Linked DNA regions of Hordeum vulgare: regions 1 and 2 are each linked to region 3. Evidence: chromatin contacts called from public Hi-C and HiChIP or PLAC-seq data. All regions are on one chromosome and are shown on one strand. Each heading gives the region's core, a stretch centred on a gene start, on an enhancer-like site or on the middle of the called end of the contact. The rest is flanking DNA. Distances are from core to core; before and after follow the strand shown.

Region 1 (2,700 bases), core at 15-2,514, 500 kb before region 3:
TTATCTCCAGCTTACGGTATGTACCGGCCGGGTTTCTATACCAAGGCAATTTAATTTACTTGCGCTTAATTTATTCGTGTGTGAGATCTCCCGCCAAATATGTTGCGCGCGTCAGATGGCCGGGGTTTCCCTGTCATGTGGACGTGTCACGCCTCGCCTGCTCATAAGATCACATTTCCACATCGAAGCAGGCAGGATATTAACTGCCATCGACATTAGCCAGAGGTCGCGAAACTTCAATCGGTGGTTGTGCCGTCGCTCCTTTTGTTTGCCCCCCTCGTGTTTCCAGCGGCCGCAACCAAAAACAGTAAGGTGGGGGGGTGCCAGCATCTTAATTCGAAATTAGTAGTACGTGGCCATGTACAGTATCAGGCCGTGAAGAAAGTTGTCATGCCAAACACAGCTCGTGTCTTGTAATTTATCTCTGCACGTAACACATACCGGTGACCAGAAAGCCCACGGAGAATGGTAGAATATTGTTCCCACGCCAAACAGGTGGGTTTTGTTTTCTCAAACAGCAGGCCCAAACTGGTGCGGATATACTCCCCTCGTGTAAAAGTATTATATTCCCTACAACGGCATATACTACGTGCAAAGTTGTATATGCATAGTTAAAGATTATCACGATAGCAAAAATGACCAGTGACCAAGATTATCGTTCAAATCAGCTGGCCATTCCAGTTGGTCCGCTATTAAAACCTCTTAAGAAAATTATATTTAAAAACGGAAGAAGTATTACAGTTAATTTTGTATACGGGGGCGAATTCGCAAGGCTTGAAGATTCATATAGCATGTAGCAGTACTAGAGAGTAGAGAAGAGAGTTGCGCTGCATAGCTCTGATAAGAGCACAACCTTATCCACGTACCCTGGTCTGATTCTGGTCTCTGGTGCACACAACGTTCTTCATGGAGTATGTTGAAAATACCACTAGTGCTAGCAGGATCTTTTTTCTTTTTCGAGTAGAATCGAAAAGCAGCAGTAGAACGAAGGGGACGAAAAGGATAGGCCATGCACATGCAGTGCAGTGCAGGTGCAGGTGCAGCCCTTGGGAACTGAAAGAGGTGGCAAGGCAGCGTCGGCAATCAAACTTACGTACGCCAGCAGCGGCTGCTCTGCTCGCATCCATCCCGATCCCATGTCCTTTTCTCGTGGTGGTGCTCCTCCTGCCCAGGCCCAGCTAGCTATGCGAGTACGTACGTGTCAGTGTCACCCCCCCACCTCCTCCCTCCCTCCCTCCCTCCTTATTTATCCCTCTTCCTCCTCTGCATCCACAGCAACAGCATCCTCTTCCTCCTCAGACCAACCCTCGCTAGCTCCTAGCTGCATCTGCTGCCAAGCTCCACCTGCTGTCTGCTACCTCGTCGGGTTGAAGGTAAGGCCCCTGAATCTGTTCCCTACCGTGCCGGTGTGAGAATTTTGCATTTTCTTGTGCTACTCGGGGACCTACATACAGCTCTGATCTGGAATTTCCGGCTCATTATCACCACTCATTTCTCTTTCTGCTCTTCATTTGAGCAGCACACACACTTTTTTAAGCTAGGATTATCTACCTTGCTCCAGAAAGTACATGTCTGTAAACTGCTTTCTGGAAAACTCCATCTTAGGTGACTGTGTCGGGTAGGATCATTCATAGGTTACCAACTGGAGATTCTTCCTGTACTGTGTGACCTCCATGTACTTTTCATGATTTTTTCGCCTTTCGGCCGCAGGCACATGTCCCTGGTTTAGCTTGGGATGATGCATCTTATTCTCATGGTCTTCGCCACCTTTTTTTTTTGTAGATACTCCGTATGTCTTTGCCACCTTTTATATTAGTAAAGTCAAAGTGGGTTGAGTGTTTTGGACTAGTCTGGTCATTTTATATTGATGAAGATGATCAGGTGTTGTTTAGTGTTCCTGGATCCTGAGATCTTTAGGATCTACGCTACTTCTACTGTTTTTCCTTTTATCCCTTTTGGGAAAAGATGGTAAAGGCTGCCTCATGATAAAATATGGCACAAGCCAAATTCATAGTGTCCAAAGCCTGATTTGATTGCGCAACTGCAGGTCGTCCAAGAGCATTTTGAAGGTTGACAGTAACCTTCGGTTGTGGGAAGATGTATCGGGCCAAGAGAGCCGCATTGTCACCAAAGGTGAAGCGCCGTGTCGGCAAGTATGAGCTCGGCCGCACCATCGGGGAAGGGACATTTGCAAAGGTCAGGTTCGCAAAGAACACTGAAACTATGGAGCCTGTTGCTATCAAAATCCTCGACAAGGAGAAGGTTCAGAAGCTCAGATTGGTTGAACAGGTCATTATCACACAGTTTCCTCATATTCCTGTTATCTGAACATATCATATACTCCCTCCGTTTCTAAATATAAGTCTTTTAAGACATTTCACTAGGGGTCTACATACGAAGCAAAATGAATGAATCTATACTTTAAAACATGTCTATATACATTCGTACATAGTCCGTTAGTGAAATCTCTAGAAAGACTTATATTTAGGAACGGAGGGAGTAATAGATCAGACCAGACCATAAGATGCACGTGGTAACAATTTAAAGTTCAGTCAACCATATCATCTTTCATGAATACCACTACTCCCTCCGTTCACTTTTGTAAGACGTTTTAGACATTTAAGACAACACCTAAAACAATTCAATTTCATCTGTCTTAAACGTCTTACAAAAGTGAACAGAGGGAGTAGTATTTTTTTT
Region 2 (2,700 bases), core at 166-2,665, 440 kb before region 3:
CCTCCTTGAGCTCTTCCTCCGAGTCGGTGTCCTTCATCTTGCGAGCCATCAGGTTGAGGAATTCCGGGAAGTCGATAGTGCCGTTGCCGTCTGCATCCACCTCGTTGATCATGTCCTGGAGCTCTGCCTCCGTTGGGTTCTGCCCCAGCGAACGCATGACTGTTCCCAGCTCCTTAGTTGTGATGCAACCTGTCCAGCACACAACGGCAATTTCAGGTACGTTTCTGACTGAGTCGGTAATCACATCTTCATATCCAGAGTGAGCATCATAACCAAACAAAAAAGTTAATCAGACATGCACGCATGAAGCAACCACCATGTACAATGGATCAAACTCGCAACGTCTCTGTACTATTACAGAGATCAATTACTGTGGTACATACAGAGATCAAACCACGCTGTTACAACAACTGGTTCAAGTCTTACTCCATATGCATCAAAGGCCAAAACTAAAGTCTGAGCAGGTCCAAAATCAATTAGTACCACTTGATCAGCCCCATCCAACACCAAAGGATTCTCCCTGGTGCTAAAATTGTACTACTACGTACTAGTATCATATAGCTGGATCTGGGTTTCAACCCCCTAAGAATTTCCAACAGATCTGCAGATACGATCCATAATGAAAGCAGCATACAAAGGGGATGGTACTAGCAGACCCGTTGCCCCTGCCATGGCCAAGTTCAACCTATAGCATCTGACATTGGACATTGGACGGCCCTGACTACTCCACATCCGGGTAGGATCTAGCGCTTCGCCACATCTGGATCCGAGACGAGGTCAAATCTGACGTGACCCAATCACATCGATTTGATGACATAATTTCCACAGCAGTTACTACGCGAGATAGTGACCCGCAGCCGTGCACTAGACGGCAGTACAGAGTACGGCAGGGCGGTGGCATGCCGCGCCGCGATTTGCCTTTGCTTTCGACGCAGTATGTGCGATCCTTAATCTGGCATTCCGGCTACTGGACGCCTGGGCATAAATTTTCAGTCTCTAGCCATCTAATGTAACACATAAGATGTCCCTAACTCCCAATTCTATGCTAGATCAAAGAGAGAGAGTAGACATCGATGATGAAATGGTGTTCTTGTTTCTTCGTTAACGGGAAGCGAAGAGAATCCAGACTGAGACGGATCACAGCATAAGTAGGAGAAAACACACCATGTTTCTATGAGGGGGACAAGAAAACAAGGAGTTACAGAAATTACTTACCGTCGCCGTCCTTGTCGAATAGGCTGAAGGCTTCCTTGAACTCGGCGATCTGGTCGTCGGTGAGTTGGTCCGCCATGATGCAACCTTCTCAGGCTCTTCCTTCTCGGCTTCTCGCGGCGAGCACTGGAGGTGGAGGAGAGAGGGGGGTGGGGGGTCTCTTGTTTGACCGTACGGGCGGGGGAGAGGAGGAAGGAGGGGGGGCCGGGAGCGATTTGTGGCCTCGCGTCGGGGAATTTTGCCGGGCTTTATGCGCGCCCGCACCCCGTCCGGTCCGTTCCGCCGTCCACGCCCCCGTTAACGTCGCGGGGCGAATTACTCCAACTGCCCTCCTTGCCTTATATATTCAAACAAAGCCATTTTTACATTTTTTTTTGCGGAAGAAAGCCATTTTTACATGTAATGCTAGTAGAATGTTCATGCGTTGTTACGGATCTTTTAATATATTTCTTTGATAGCATATTGAAAGATAATGCATTTCGAATTTTACATGTATAGAAAATATTTCAAGCAACAGTCGATAAGTGTACTTGATGCAATGTATTTCCGTTTTCCCACTTCACCTGCATCTCCATTATTTCTTTTTAGTTGCAATGTATTAAAAATTTAATTTGACAACATATGCATGAAGAACATAAAATCATATACTCCCATCGTTTTTAAATATATATTTTTATATTTCAATACATACTATATACAGAACAAAATAAGTAAATCAACATTCTGAAATATGTCTAGATACATATGTATGCATGTAGTTTGTATAGAAATCTTTATAAAAAATTATATTTAAAAATGAAGGAAGTACATAATAACCCAACATATTTTTGTAATGGATAAACTATTATTATCTTGAATGTAAAAATGATAAAATAATTGCAGGCATGTTGAATATGAAAATAAAATAGATAAATATACTTGTGCGTGCTCGTTGGAATATCAGCCAGTAGAGAATATAAGTTGTGAAATGCTATTTCAAGTGCATTATTGGAGTTTCTTGAAAATCTCAGTAATTTCAGTATCTCATAGCTTTATTCTTTATCGAATGCGATGTAGAGGATGAGTCCAAAATATATACTCCATCCATTCTTAAATATAAGGCTTTTTAAAGATTCCAGTATGAATCACATAAGGATGCATATAGACATATTTAAAATACTCATTTTGTTTCATATATAGTTTGTAATAGATCTTTAAAAAGACTTGTATTTAAAAACGAATGGAGTATATGGTATGCATGTTTTTTACGGTGGACAAGAAAAACTGGTCAATGAATGTATACGAACGCAAAATCTGCATACATTGGCTAGCCGCTAGATGCAAGCGCGTGACCACCTTGAGCTGAGTGGGTCGCATCATATTTTTCTTTGAGTGGAGTGAGTCGCATCCCGCTTTGTAGCAACGTAGGACATTCTCTAGATCACTTGTTTGGCTATTCTCTTTAAAAGATTTTTTGCTATTTCTAGAATATTTGACACTTCTCTCATT
Region 3 (2,700 bases), core at 154-2,653:
AGACCTACATTTTGCAGACAGTAATAGCATAATCCCAGGAATGTAGCAGAAGGGTTGGTTCAGAAGTAATAGACAGTGTAACACTGAGAAGAAAAAAATGAGAAGGAAGGTGACCGACATACCAAATCCAATCTTCAGCCATAATAATAGAAAACAATATACAACAGATCCCCCGCTCTAATTGAACAAATTAATCCGGTATTTTTTCCTTCGATGCTTAGACACGACTTGAAGTACGGCTGTATATCAAGTATTAATTTCATTTTGGAAAGCATCTAAATTCATGGTCTGGAAACAAGCATCAGTGTCGATATGAACCAGAGCCCTAACAGAAAGCTCATAAATCCCTTGGACAGCCTACACGGAGACATCATTCTCATGACTAACTTACAATCACCATTACAGTACCTAAACTAACTATTGGGCAAGGGGCAAACGAAAATTCTAGAACTAACCAATCTACTTCATGTTAAATTTTAATCAGAAGAGCAAAACCCATAAAACGTCTGTACAATCAAACGGTCATTCAACAATTTGCACATAATAAAACCTCCCTGTTTAGCCACATGGTTTTTTAACTGTCCAAGTAGCATAGCTTATTCTGAAACGGTTTGCTGCTTAGGAGAAAACAATCAAGCTCGCACAAACGAATGCCAAAGTGAAACTCGGCAAGATAAACACCACTGGTGTGTTCCTGCATTGTAATTACAATCAATAATACTAAGACGAACTAGCAGCAAGTAGGCTCGCGCTTATTTGCTCTATTGTCACGCAAGGAGCAAACAGTTTATCCACAGGAAGAACAGCATTAGCTAAAGTGAATTTGGAGAACACCGAGCCATTTCCAGATCGCGACGACTCCTCGCGTTGGGACCCTAAGCCAACCAACCAACCAACCAACCAACCAAATCAGTCGAACCTCCACATCTCGAGATCACATACGAGCACCAGCAGGGGCGAAACTAGGCATCCGACCCGAACTGAACTCTGTACCTGTAGAGCGAGCAACGAAACGGAGAAGTGGGCGCGGGATCTGGTGATCTGACCTGGGGCACGAACATCCGCGGCGAGAGGGAGCGGCCGGGACTCCCGGGCGGCGATCCGGGACCGCCGCTGGCACCCACGACGCCCACCGAGCAGGCACGGCGCACGTTGTTGGCGCCCCCGCCGTAGGGAGGGAAGCCGCCGCGGGCCGAGGAGTCCTCGACGTCGACGTCGGCGGCGTCGGCTTCCCCGGGCGCGGCGGCGTCCTCCTCCCTGCCGCTGGCGTTGCCCATGGCCTCCTTCCCTCCTCCTCCTCCTCCTACCCCCGCCCCCGCGGCGGCGAAATCACGGAAGTGCCACTCACTGCGTTGTGGCGCTGCTGTTGCGCGAGGGGGCAAGGAAGACGAGCGAGAAGGAAAGGGAGGGATGGCTGCGCCCGTTTGGTCGTGTAATTAAGCGCGTGCCGCTGCCCCTTGCCCGGGAAGCGTGGCGGCACCCGTGCACCCGGTGCTCGTGGGTTGCACAGTCACCGTCCCGTCGGCCCCACGTGGCCCGCCTGCTGGTCGGTGCAGGAGGGTGTAGCGCACGGAGGGCCGTGTTTGGTGATGTGTACGTGACGTGGAGCCGGGGCCCTGGTCACGGCGCGCACGTTCGGACGGACGTTGGGTTGGATGATGGAGAGAGAGGAGCCTATACCTGGGTCGGGCGCCGGCTCCCGGGACCCGGAATCCGGCATCCATCGCTGCGATCTCGTTGGCGTGTTGTCTCGCGAATCCTTTGCGTTGAAGAATAAGAATCGTGAAAGGGATGGGTTCGTGTCGAGGAACACGGTAGGTGAAAGGATTAGCCTTGTCACGGTTGCCATTCGTGAGTATCAGCCAAATTCCAGTGTTTGTCGTGCGATCCATCTCTAGCAACAAGAAAATGTGTTGTGGGCGCGGCGTGCCTTGACACGGAAATGGTAGTGCTCCACATCAACGTGCGATCCATCTCTAGCAACACTACTCTACTCAATTCCTTTTGTTAGACTCAATTCCTTATGTTAAGAATAGATTAATTGCTTATTAATTAAGCTAATTATAAGTAAATTAATCGTTAGATAGGTTGCTTGGTTCTCAAACAAACAATCATGTATCTTACATTTTTAATAAGTTGGTCACAATTCTTTCCACATGCACAAGGTTCACATCATCTTGCATGCCACATTATTCAAAATGTCCACGTCATGATGCATGCCAAATAATTCATACCCACTACTACTAATTCTTTTAGCATGCAGCCAGTTCACATCAGCGTAGATGACGCATCAGCAAGACGGTGTCTTTTTCACCATCAAGCCGTGGCACGAGGACGACCATGATGTATCCGAGGACTTCATGCTCCACGCCCGCATCATCATTGAGAAGATGCCTATGGAGATGTGGTCCCTCAACGGGGCAGCAAGGGTGCTCGGCGACAAGTGCATCATCGACCGCCTCGACACTCGCACCCGCGAGCACGGCCACACGAAGACGTTCGCTTGTTGGATGTGGGTGTGGGATGTGGCGTTCATCCCCACCACGCACATCATCTGGCGGACAACGCAGGATGTTGGGCGCGTCGAGGTCGTGCCCGGCTTCTCGCCACCAAGCAGGGAAGTGGGACCCCCTCCTCGTGTCTGGTGCCACGACATGCTCATCCACGTCGACCGCGTGGAGGACTGGTCACCCCTCTCGT

Evidence for each region. A called contact is a pair of places that touch in the nucleus more often than the background predicts. HiChIP or PLAC-seq counts read pairs in DNA pulled down with a chosen protein or histone mark.
Region 1: an H3K4me3 HiChIP or PLAC-seq map of embryo shows a contact between it and region 3, with 9 times the contacts expected there. The contact joins the promoter of LOC123448779 here to the promoter of LOC123448782 in region 3. A contact is called at or near these places in 1 of 6 Hi-C or Micro-C datasets (seedling) and 1 of 1 datasets of contacts at active chromatin or transcription factors (embryo).
Region 2: a Hi-C map of seedling shows a contact between it and region 3, with 4 times the contacts expected there. The contact joins the promoter of LOC123448781 here to the promoter of LOC123448782 in region 3. A contact is called at or near these places in 1 of 6 Hi-C or Micro-C datasets (seedling) and 1 of 1 datasets of contacts at active chromatin or transcription factors (embryo).

What each region holds. Positions count from the first base shown.
Region 1 is chr4H:413,713,994-413,716,693 of MorexV3_pseudomolecules_assembly, forward strand. LOC123448779 (CBL-interacting protein kinase 31) reads left to right here and starts at 1,265. Exons shown (of 15, transcript XM_045125782.1): 1 at 1,265-1,373; 2 at 2,048-2,289. The coding sequence starts at 2,098.
Region 2 is chr4H:413,772,088-413,774,787 of MorexV3_pseudomolecules_assembly, forward strand. LOC123448781 (calmodulin-1) reads right to left here and starts at 1,416. Exons shown (of 2, transcript XM_045125784.1): 1 at 1,216-1,416; 2 at 1-189. The coding sequence starts at 1,291.
Region 3 is chr4H:414,215,521-414,218,220 of MorexV3_pseudomolecules_assembly, forward strand. It overlaps LOC123448782 (SNF1-related protein kinase regulatory subunit beta-1-like), which reads right to left and starts at 1,404. Exons shown (of 4, transcript XM_045125785.1): 1 at 1,047-1,404. The coding sequence starts at 1,277.